Regions from separate parts of the Sus scrofa genome. Here region 2 is linked to region 1. The links are chromatin contacts, called in public Hi-C maps. All regions are on one chromosome and are shown on one strand. The core of a region is the stretch at or near the end of the contact, and the rest is flanking DNA. Distances in the headings are between cores, read along the strand shown.

Region 1 (5,618 bases), core at 1,796-4,295:
AACTGCAGTGTTTTTGCCACTACACTGGTGGTTCTCAACAGAAGTGGGAGGGGGGAATGAAAACACACATGCTCAAAACTTGTCTTGGTCTTTTTGAAAACCAAAATGTTTCACCAAGGCCTCAAAAAGGCCTTGAAGGCAAACAGCAAGCCCTACAGAGTCTAGCAGTTCTTGGTAATGACTGATTCTCAACAGAAAATGACCCTAGGATCAAGAGAAAGGAAGATGAAAAGACTGTATGGAGCTACCTACCTCAGCCAGATGGGCCAGGAGGGCAATGCTCTGTACTGTTTTACCAAGGCCCATTTCATCTGCAAGAATGCCATTAATACCCTGGGAAAAAAAAAAATACACATGGTCAACAAGCTCTCACACTGCATTACACAGGGTTCAACTTACTGTCAGAAAGAACTAACCAAAATGTCAGATTTGTTCAAACAAAAGTGACTAGAGATACTCGGCTTCAGCACTATTACTCATTATTGTAATGATTCCTTTTGTCACCTCCTTAGCTACAACTCTGAATCCTGACATATGAGACAAACGGCCCAAAGCTAGTTCTTCTGCTAATCTAATCCAGGCAACAGGTTTACAAAAACCACTTAAGACAAGATATATACATGATACAAATATTCTCCAATAAAATATCCAGGTTAAAAATATAGAGACATCTTTCTGATTCCTGCCAAAGGAAAAAGGATGAAATCTAAAAGATTATATCTTGTTCTCATTTCACGATACACTGAACCAATGACTTTAGAGAAACAGATAACAAAAGAGAGTAGGTATGACACAGTTCTAAAATTCACCTGTTCATAGAGATTTGCCAACCAATTCATGCCTTTCAGTTGATAACCTTTTAATTTGCCATTAAAAATTGTAGGCTGTGGAATATCCTCCCCAGCCCGTATAGATGGGTTTGCGAGGCTATAACTCTCCCCAAACCCAGTGCCAGACTTGTTGGCTGCCCGTAGGGCAGCTGCTCGACTTTCTTTTGCATCTTCATCAAATGACCTTGTCTGCAAAATAAAAGTATATTGGAAGGAAAATAATTAAATTCAAGCAAAATTCACAATGACATTTTTAATCTATCTTAGTTGGAACAAACTTTCTAATATAATGTAATATATCATCTTATATAAAGCATAATATGGTTAACCCTTGAACAATATGGCTTTGAACTGTGTGTCAATTGATAGGTGAGGTTTTTTCACTAAATATGTACTACAGTACGACAAGATCCTACAGTTGGTTGAATTCATTGATGTGAAACCACAGATATGGAGGGCTAACTATAAATTTACATGCAGGAGCTCCCGACATAGCACAGCAGAAATGAATCTAAGAACCATGAGGTTGCCAGTTCGATCCCTGACCTCGCTCACTGGGTTAAGGATCTGGCATTGCCGTGAGCTCTGGTGTAGGTCACAGATGTGGCTTGGATCCCACATTGCTGTGGCTGAGGCATAGGCCAGCAGCTGTAGCTCCGATTTGACCCCTAGCCTGGGAACCTGTGGTTGCAGCCCTAAAAAGCAAAAAATAAATTTATATGCAGACTTCTGACTATAGAGTAGGTTGGCACCCCTAATTCCTAGAGTCCAAGGGTTAAGTGTACATTAAAGTATATTACTAATATTTTAAAATTAATTTAACTATTACATGCTTTTGACAGATATCAAGCCTTATTACACAATTACTTGTTTTGTCAAAAAATTTATTAAATATTTGATTTAAAATTCTTTAACTGGTTTGGGTTGGTAAGTAATAAGGTGAGTTTGTCTCTATTCTTGACTTGGACCCTGTCAAAGTTACACAGGGGCTCCTATATAATGTATTAAATTGTGTTCTCTTAGAGTTCCCCCTGTGGAACCGTGGGTTAAGAATCCAACTGCAGTGGCTCAGGTCACTACAAAGATGTAGGTCTGATCCCAGCCGGGTGCAGTGGGTTAAGGATCCGCCATTGTTACAGCTGTGGCACAGGTCTCCACTGCAGCTCAGATTCAATCGCTGACCTCAGAACTTCCATACGCCACTGGTGTGGCAAAAAAAAAAAAAAAAAAAATTGGGGAGTTCCCGTCGTGGCGCAGTGGTTAACGAATCCGACTAGGAACCATGAGGTTGCGGGTTCGGTCCCTGCCTTTGCTCAGTGGGTTAACGATCCGGCGTTGCCGTGAGCTGTGGTGTAGGTTGCAGACGCGGCTCGGATCCCGCGTTGCTGTGGCTCTGGTGTAGGCTGGCAGCTACAGCTCCGATTCGACCCCTAGCCTGGGAACCTCCATATGCCGCGGGAGCGGTCCAAGAAATAGCAACAACAACAACAACAAAAAAAAAAGACAAAAGATAAAAAAAAAAAAAAAATTGTATTTTCTTAATTTGATCCAACTGTAGTTTCTTCCTGATTGCATTAAATATCACTGTATCATGAATAAGCAAGTTATAGCTAAAGTGAAAGAAGGTATTAACTTAGCAGTTTTAAGGCACAATACAGCTTTCTTAAGAAGCAAGAGTGTAGCCTTTTTCACTAAATAAGCATGAAGCACTTCATACTGTATTAACCATGATTACTAAGGAGGACAAAAACCAGACAAACCATCTTAGCTTCAATCAACACATTCCTAAAACAAGTGAATGCTCGTTTCTCATCTTTTCTCAAGTATTCCTACATTATTTTAAAGTAAGTAGAGACATAGTCCCCACCCAACACGGACATATACACACATACACGTTCATCAATGTTTTCAATTGAAAATATGATTAAGACTAAAGGAAGACCAAGTAAAAGGCTGTGGGGTATTTCCTGGGCCCATTATAGTTCATTTTTAAAACTCACCCGAGCTTGATGAATATGGTAAGCATTTTCAGCATTCTTCAGGGCCTGGGCTTTGAAATGGTTACTATCTGAAAAGGAAAACATGTAGGTTATCGCACCTCATTAACTGATCTCCTTCAGAAATGTAATGTACACTAGCACATGTGGATGCCTGATGCCCACATTCTACTTGTCCCTAGGTTCACAGAAGGAAAGGGAGGAGAAAGCCTCAAATTACCTGACAGAGGTAAAGACCTACAAGTGGCAATGGAAGAAGAGGGCTGCCATGGTCTCTAGAAGTCAAAGCCAGGTCACAAAAACCAACAAAAGACTGAGCTCCAGTTTCCCAATCCTGCGTTTCATGAACAAAGCAATGCCAAAACTGTAATATATTTATACTGGATGAAACTATTCCAAGAGAAGAATAAAGAATGTATAAATCCAAGATATTCTGAAGCACTCTCATTTTCTCTTATTCAACATGATCTTAACAACTATTCTCTGTGAAATTCCTCTCAAACTTTACAATAATTCCTCCCTCTCTGTGTAGTCACACAAATACCAACACTAAACAGTCTCTTCTCATGTTTGACTCACATCACCAAGAATCCTGTTATACAAGAGATGATTTTCCCTGCTGAGATATATTCACTAAATTCTTCTGGATTGATACCTTTGTTGCTACTAACAAATCAAAACATAAGCTATTCCCAAATCTGCATGACCATATCACCACACCCTTTCCTTTTCAAATTATTTTTTTTCTTTTTTTGGCTGGCTGCAGCATGTGGAAATTCCCAGGCCAGGGATCAAACACGAGCCACAGCAGTGACAATTCCAAATCTTTAAACCTCTGAGCCACAAGGGAATGTTGAAATTCTTTAATAAAAATTATTTTATCTGCTTGTTATATAGAAATATTCACTTTCCTACTCCAAAAAATAAACCCACCTTTTTGATCAAAACTTGCAAGAATTGGAGTTCTCGCCGTGGCGCAGTGGTTAATGACTCCAACTAGGAACCATGAGGTTGCGGGTTCGATCCCTGCCCTTGCTCAGTGGGTTAACGATCCAGTGTTGCCGTGAGCTGTGATGTAGGTTGCAGACACGGCTCGGATTCCACGTTGCTATGGCTCTGGTGTAGGCCGGCTACAGCTCTGATTGGACCCCTAGCCTGGGAACCTCCATATGCCGCGGGAGCGGCCCAAGAAATGGCAAAAAGACAAAAAAAAAAAAAAAAAAAAACTTGCAAGAATTAATGATTAGTATAACCTGGGACAAGAAAATATTCCGGTTACCTCCTTCCTTTATCTCCTGATTTAGGACTCACCATAATCCTCTTGTGTGATGTTAACTACCACTCCTCCACCAATATCAATTTGTCTCTGCATAGAACTATCTTCCAGCTTCCTTAAGATTTCTTCCTGGATCCCATCATGACCCATGTCTCGTTTTCGACTCATGAAGTGGGCATACAGTTCTGTCTGGGTGATTAGGAAGTTCAGTTTTCGCTGTTGTCTCTTGGCCTACAGGGGAAAAAAGCTGAATGTGAAAAGAGAGTCAAAGCACCAATCACATACAACTGCAGTCAAGAGAATCCACTAAACCTACACATAGTTTGCATACAATTCCTTTACAAATTCTCTCTACAAAGGTACAAACTGCTGAGTTTCCATCATGGCTCAGCGGAAACAAATCCCACTATGAATCATGAGGTTGCATGTTTGATCCCTGGCCTCCTGGCTCAGTGGGTTAAGGATCTGGCGTTGCCATGAACTGTGGTGTAGGTCACAGATGCAGCTCGGATCCCGAATTGCTGTGGCTCTGGCGTGGGCCGGCAGCTATAGCTCCAATTAGACCCCTAGCCTGGAAACCTCCATATGACGCAGTTGCGGCCCTAGAAAAAGACCAAAAAAAAGAAAAAAAAAAAAGGTACAAAGTGCTAATGAACAATAAGTCAGTGATACTGAAAGCAAGGAATAATCTTCACTTATAGTCTAATAAAACCTATGTTTTGCTCTCCTTTACAATATAAAATCTTTTTTCCACTAGGCTTCTATATAAAATGCTTATTTCTTTACTACATTACTTTTCTCTACTGGCAGTGAGATACCATCTAAATTCAAACAATACATTTTACTTCATAACTTGGGTAGTAAGTACATGTGCACATATTTATTATTTCTAAAAACATAAATGTGTCCAAACTCTTCTAACACCAAAAGTCAAAGTACGTAACGAAGAGCTGCGAATTACCATGAAAGTCAATGCAGGAGCTATCTAAGAACAAGTGCATGAAAAAAGGAAAATGTTCCCCCAAACAACCTACTGTTCATCTGTGATGATAGCTACAAAATGTGAATATAGATCAAATACACACACAAATACATATACTTTTTTTAAATATGAGAAAACTAATAAATTTGAAGTACCTTTGAAATAATCTGGTAAGAAAAATATTCAGTTTCAATAAAAATCATTCTTTAAGAAAAACAATAAAATGAGTAAGCACATGATCCAAAAGATTGAATAATATGAAATATCTCACACACAATAAGTAGTAAATGTCATTATTTTGTATGAAATGTTTTATAATAAAATTTATATGAAGTAGATACTTGATTTATCTTTGACTCCCCCCACCTCCACAAAAGAGAAACAACAATAAAATAAGGAACACGGCCAAGCAAGGACATAAGATTTTTCTACTTCAGATTTTATAACACTTTAGCCAGATTCAGATTAGAAGAAAATCTGAGAGTTTGAGAGAAAACCGTTACTTTCATAATGGATACAGATGTCCATGTTCT
Region 2 (5,618 bases), core at 1,598-4,097, 150 kb before region 1:
GAAGCCATCTGCAGCTCACTCAAGGCCTACAACTACCACATCCAAGAGCTGCAGCAAGAGATGGAAGAGGCCACAGCCAGTGCCCAGCGCATCCGGCGAGATCTGCAGGAGCTGCGGGGCCGCTACGGCACTGTGGAACCCCAGGACAAATGTGCCACCTGCGACTTCCCCTTGCTTAACCGCCCTTTTTACCTCTTCCTCTGTGGCCACATGTTCCACGCTGACTGCCTTCTGCAGGCCGTGCGGCCTGGCCTGCCAGCCTACAAGCAGGCCCGGCTAGAGGAGCTGCAGCGGAAGCTGGGGGCTGTTCCACCCCCCTCCAAGGGCTCTGCCCGGGCTAAGGAGGCTGAGGCAGGGGTGGCTGCCTCCGGCCCCAGCCGGGAACAGCTCAAGGCCGACCTGGACGAACTGGTGGCTGCTGAGTGTGTGTACTGTGGGGAGCTGATGATCCGCTCTATTGACCGGCCCTTTATTGACCCCCAGTGCTATGAGGAGGAGCACCTCAGTTGGTTGTAGGCAGGCATCAGGCGGGCCAGCCATCGTGGGCTGTTCCTTCTTGGGAGGGCCACAGCGTCTGTGCTTGGTCTCCTGGAGACTGCTGGGCAGGGACTATGGTGGTGGGAGTAGATCACAGCTGTTGCCCTCAAGGTGTCAGCTCTGAGTGCATTCTGCCAACTGCCCATGCTCTTCCTCACGGCTGCCTTAGAGCTGATGTTTTGCCATGCTGTCAGCCTGCTTCCTAATAGAGAGCCTTAGCTTGGAGAAGTCAGAATTCTGATGCATTACCATCCCCCTGCATCTAACAGCTCTTTTTTCCCTTTTACTCCCTGCATATATCCTGTTCACCTTCTGTAACACTAACTACTGTTCTTCCTTTTCACTCTGTGGCTCTTCTTCCTCAGAAAATCCCTCTCTACTGTCTGCCCCTAGGTCCCTCTAAGTCCTGGGCATTGGGTGGGGGGAAGGTGGCACTGCTGGTGAGAGTGCTCTTGTGCATACCATCTGGGGCTCCAGTGTGAAGGGTGCTCTGGGGTAGAGGGCCTCACAGAAGACAGTATAAGATGGTGATGGGGATGGAGAGCATTAAACTGTCTGCACTGCACTGGTGGCTCTGTGTTGATGCTGGGCTCAGTGGCCTGGGAGTGTGGGCCTCTCTCCAGGAAGGGCTGGGGTGCCACAGGGCGGCCACGAGGACCCTGCATGCTTTCAAGCTGTGGCCCTCATTCCTTCTCGTGGAGATGTGACGGGACAGTTTTGCTCTTTTCTGCTTGCTTCTTGGTCCTCCACTCTATCCTTTCTGATTCGAGGCTTCACTTGGGAATCCAGGCCTGCCCTCCTAAGTCTCAGAGGGGGAACTGTTCTTCCCTTTGGCCAGCAGGTGGTGCTGCTCCCCACAGAACCCTTCAGACTCAGGCAGCTGGGGGCGCTGATTTCTCAAGTCACTTTCTCTAGTTCCTTGATCTGTTCCCACCTTAGTTGTCCCAAGAGTTTTCTTGAACCTCCACTGCCTGACCATTAATCTAAGCCCCTCATTCCTCCTCCCTCCCAAGGGCCTTATGCATGCTAGATTTTGCTCACCTCTTTTGCCAGCCTGAATCCCTGCTTTCCAACTCCACAGTTTTGATGCTGCCCTACCTACCGCTGGCATTTAACCATAATGTTGAGGTCCAGCATGGAGGTGAGACTGCCAGTACTGCCATCCATGGCATTTGGCAGAAATGTTTTCTTCCCACTGAGTTCCTGTGACCTGCCCCTCCCCGCCCCCAGCTTACACTTCTTTAGCTGTAGCTAGAGGCTAAGCCCTAGGGAGACGTGGAGCAGGGCCTTCCTGTGACATCAGCTGAGCACCCTTTGCTCCATGGACTGGTGTTCACAGTCCACTGCCCAGCTTAATGGGTGTGGTCTATCAGGCACCCAAACTGAAACAAAATAACAAGTGAGTGTTCTTGGAATCAGACTGAGGTCTCTTGTCCCTGCAGCCTAATCCTCTTCCAAGACTTTTTACTTCCATAGTCCTGGGAGAATCTTCCCCTGCTGATTCTTCCCCAGCCACTAGAACAGCAGGGTCTCTTCGCGGCCTTTGCCAAGGGAGAGGGCCTCAAGCTGCCCATTTTTGATGAGCCTCGAACTCATCTTCCCCCAGAAGCAAAAGTGGGAGCAAATGGGGGATAGAGTCCCACTGGGTGGGTGCAGGGCATCCTAATCCTGTTCCCTTTCCCCTGTTCCAGGAGGATCTGGAGGGCTCCTGGTCCCTTCCTCTCCCCATGCCTAGTAGAGGGCTCAAGGTTCTGTTCCCCACTGTCAGTACTGGGTATAAACCTTGGCCCACCACGGGGTTGGTTACTGGCTTAGAACAGCTTGGGGCCTCTGTCTTTGCACATAATGGGTGCCTACTACTTGTTAGTTAAACAAACACTGCCCTACTGCTCCCTCCTCCCAGAGGACTTGGCTAAGACAGCCTGGGACACCCCTGCCCCTTCTGTCTTCTCTTAAGCCTGCCCATCTGGTCCTAGGCCGCTTCCTCTTTCCTGGAAAAAAGCCCCAAGCTTCTCTGGTGCTGACAGAATGGGGTTCCGTTGAGTCAGGGCAACGGGAAGCTACAGCTCTTAGATCCCTGGAAACCAAGCAAGGCCCGGTGTCGAGGGGAGAGAGAAGGTCCTCAGGGCCTTGGCCCTAAGCCTGGGGGAGGGCCAGGAGGGGTGGGGTGGGGGAGCAGCTGCGTGGGCAGGGGCCAAGATGAATGAGCTGCTCCTGGAGCGGTCACTGGAAATAGGAGGAGTGGCCACAGGCAGTGACGCTGGGATCAGGGCAGGAGGCCTGTAAACAAGGAAGCCACCTGGGGGAGATGCAGGGCGGCCACTGGTCCTGGGGAGCAGGTGCTTCCTGAGGCCCGCCCTTGAGAGGGCCCTGGGGGGCCGCCCGGCCGAGTCGGCAGCAGCCACTAGGGGGCGCTGTCTACTGACTTCCCAAACCCACCCGCTCCATTCCCCTGCGCCAGGGGGAGTGGCCCCCGGAGGGTGTGCCTGCCCTTCTCCTGTCCCCAGGGCACCGAGGGCACCGACCCTGGCTCAGAGCCTGGTCAGCCTTAGTGTAAGCCCATTCACTCTGGGACCACCAACTCCGGCAGTTCCTGCACTACCCCCTCCCGCCCTGCCTGTGCCCCGGGGAGGCCGGGTGCAACGACCCCATTGGTTGGAGGGGGCTCTGAGGCCACCAGGCTCCAGGCGTCCCTTGGTGCTGCTCCCCTTGGCGCCAGGGAAACAAAAGGTTAGGGGGCCGAGAGGGAGTTATCTGGCCCCACCACTACGGGGGAGAGCGGGGGGGGGGGGTGGGGAACATGAGGGGCAGTCCTCCTCCCCACTCCCCCAGCTCTGCAGATTCTTCGAGACACTTTCACAGGCGGAAATTCCCAGAGGTCAGAGGAGGGAAACGGTTAATTCCTTTTATTCAATGGGTCCCCCCTACACGCCTCCCCCTAACTTCCTCCCTCCACTTCCCGCCCCCCCTTGTGTGAACAGGAAGTGGAGAGGAAAAGGTTCTGAGCAGAGCAGCTGGGAGCAGGAGGCAGGGAGCGGGCAGCAGGCTTGGTGCCAGCCCTGCCCCTCATGGTTACTTGTCGGAGAGCCATACCCACTGTGGCTTGGGAAAGAACCTGCAGCCCCGTTGGTGGGTGGCAGCAGAGCCAGGAAACAGCCTTGTGTCGGAGCCCCTTCCCTCAGCCTGCTTCCAGGTCAGAGGCTGTAGCCCTGAGGGTGCAAAGCGTCCTCTGCCCAAGACCCAGCTGTCCTTGCCACTGCAGCCCCACCCCCACTGCAGGCTGGGCATCCCTAGGCTGGCGGGCAGCTCTTCAGGCAGCCATCAGTCCTGGCACTGGCTCCAGCCACTCAGCCCCTTGGCCCTGCCAGTTCTTTGAAGCTCATGCAGCGCTTCCTGTTTGGGGCAGGCGATGCCAGGGCCCCTCCCCCACCATTGTTCTGTAGAGACCATAGGTCCATCTGTTGCCCCATGGTGGGGCCCCTAGGCAGTGCCACACGGGAGCAGCCCCACAAAGGACCCTGCTGGCAGCTTTGCTTATGTGGAGTGAGGCTGGGCCCTGCAGCAGGTTGAGGGTGGATGATGGTCAGAGGCAGGCCTGGGGTGGGCAGTGGGATAGAAGGAGGATGCTAGATAGTTCCAGTTCTTGGGCCACCCTCAGCTTTCTCCTCCCCCTAGAGCATGGAGCCCGCGACATTCAGGGAGCTATACGTGCTAAAGCCACCAGGAGAGAGACCTCATTCTTAGGCCCAGCTTCCAAAAGGGAAAACTGAAGCAGAAGGGCAAACTTTGGTCTAGGGATGGCCCATAAAAGGGGCACAAAGTGGGGTTCTTCTTCCAAAGGGATTAAGCCCCTAGTTTGCTGAATGTCCCCTATCGGGTGCTTTCCTCTTCCTGAGCAGATCTGCCTTTTCTCAGCTCACACCCTGAAGGAGTCCTTGAGCTGAGCTGTAGGAACCATGAGGTCCTGGAGGTTAGAGTGGCCCTGGGTTGGTGACCAGCAACTGATGTCCAGTGAGAACAAGCCCGGGCAGGCCTGGCAGAAAAGGAGAAAGGGGCATTGGTTTGGCCCCCAGGAAGGTGGGTGCTATGCCTGGTTTCCAGGCAGCCATGGCCAAAGGTCTATTTGTGTTTCCCAGGTGTAGAGGCAGGAGGCAGGTGCCGTCTCTCCAGGTCATCACCTCTGCCAAGGCCCAGTCTCATTGCTGTAATGTGGACCTGCTTCCTCCCACAGACTAGGAGCCCAGACATGGTCTACTCCATTTCCGTCACCAGATTATCTGGCTTCTCTCCTCAGCCCAGAACCTGAAACTGCCTAGGTCACAGCCCCCAGAAAGTCAAAGCTGCAGAAACCTCAGAAGCCACAGAATGCTATGGAACCCTGGTCAAGTAAAAACATCTCTATGGATGTCCAGTACCTGAAATTGCTATGCCGAGGTTCCCTAGTAGGAGCAGGGCTGGCGGAGGGCAGGGAAAACTCTTATTTCCTATCCTTTCCTTCCCCATCCCAATTTCTATAAGATGCCAGGGTGCCTAGGAACCAAATTTGAAAACCACTGAGCTGCCCATCCCACCTCCTGATTTTATAGATGTTGAATCTAAGAGGAGAAATTTGTGGCTAACACGAAGCTCCATCCAGGATCTGGTCCCTTCAGCATCAGTGGGCAGTGATCCCACACCCCCTGGGAGCCAGACACAGTCCTATGCCCTTCACTGTGCTCACTCACCAGTTCCAGCCAAGTGGATTGAGCTGAGGGACAGGGAGGCAATCTGGAAAGAGCAAGTGCAAGTCTCTGTGCTACCATTTACCAGCTGTCAATTTAATCACACCCTCAGAAGCTCAATTTCTTCACCTGCAAAATGTGAATAAACATAACAGAGCTTGAGAGGCTCACATGAAGCTTAGGAGAGAGGAAGAGCCATGCAGCACATCCGAGGCCAGCCCAGGGCCTGGTGCCCACACATCCCTGATGGCTTCTCCTCCACATTACTCTATGCCCATTCCTCTAGGGCTGGGGCCCTGTGAGCCCTATCACAGTTCTATTTTCTCAAAAGATGGTGGTTCTGGGGGAGAGAGGTTCAGG

Evidence for each region. Hi-C and Micro-C count contacts between places; a contact is called where the count stands out from the background.
Region 2: a contact with region 1 is called in a Hi-C map of subcutaneous adipose tissue, with 2.3 times the contacts expected there. The contact joins two enhancer-like sites. A contact is called at or near these places in 3 of 47 Hi-C or Micro-C datasets (heart right ventricle, retroperitoneal adipose tissue and subcutaneous adipose tissue) and 1 of 2 datasets of contacts at active chromatin or transcription factors (skeletal muscle).

What each region holds. Positions count from the first base shown.
Region 1 is chr1:130,250,553-130,256,170 of Sscrofa11.1, reverse strand. It overlaps INO80 (DNA helicase INO80), which reads right to left. Exons shown (of 36, transcript XM_003121588.5): 10 at 4,139-4,334; 11 at 2,831-2,898; 12 at 810-1,019; 13 at 253-333. Among named protein-coding and RNA genes, the nearest start is that of INO80, 52 kb to the right of the region's middle. Within about 2 kb of position 3,045, at least 4 of the 83 cell types and tissues checked have an H3K27ac peak or open chromatin away from gene starts, as enhancers often do. A contact at or near this core is called in retroperitoneal adipose tissue and subcutaneous adipose tissue, where this site is marked.
Region 2 is chr1:130,404,605-130,410,222 of Sscrofa11.1, reverse strand. It overlaps VPS18 (vacuolar protein sorting-associated protein 18 homolog), which reads left to right. Exons shown (of 6, transcript XM_001929361.4): 6 at 1-1,102. The coding sequence ends at 516. Among named protein-coding and RNA genes, the nearest start is that of VPS18, 13 kb to the left of the region's middle. Within about 2 kb of position 2,847, at least 35 of the 83 cell types and tissues checked have an H3K27ac peak or open chromatin away from gene starts, as enhancers often do. A contact at or near this core is called in retroperitoneal adipose tissue and subcutaneous adipose tissue, where this site is marked.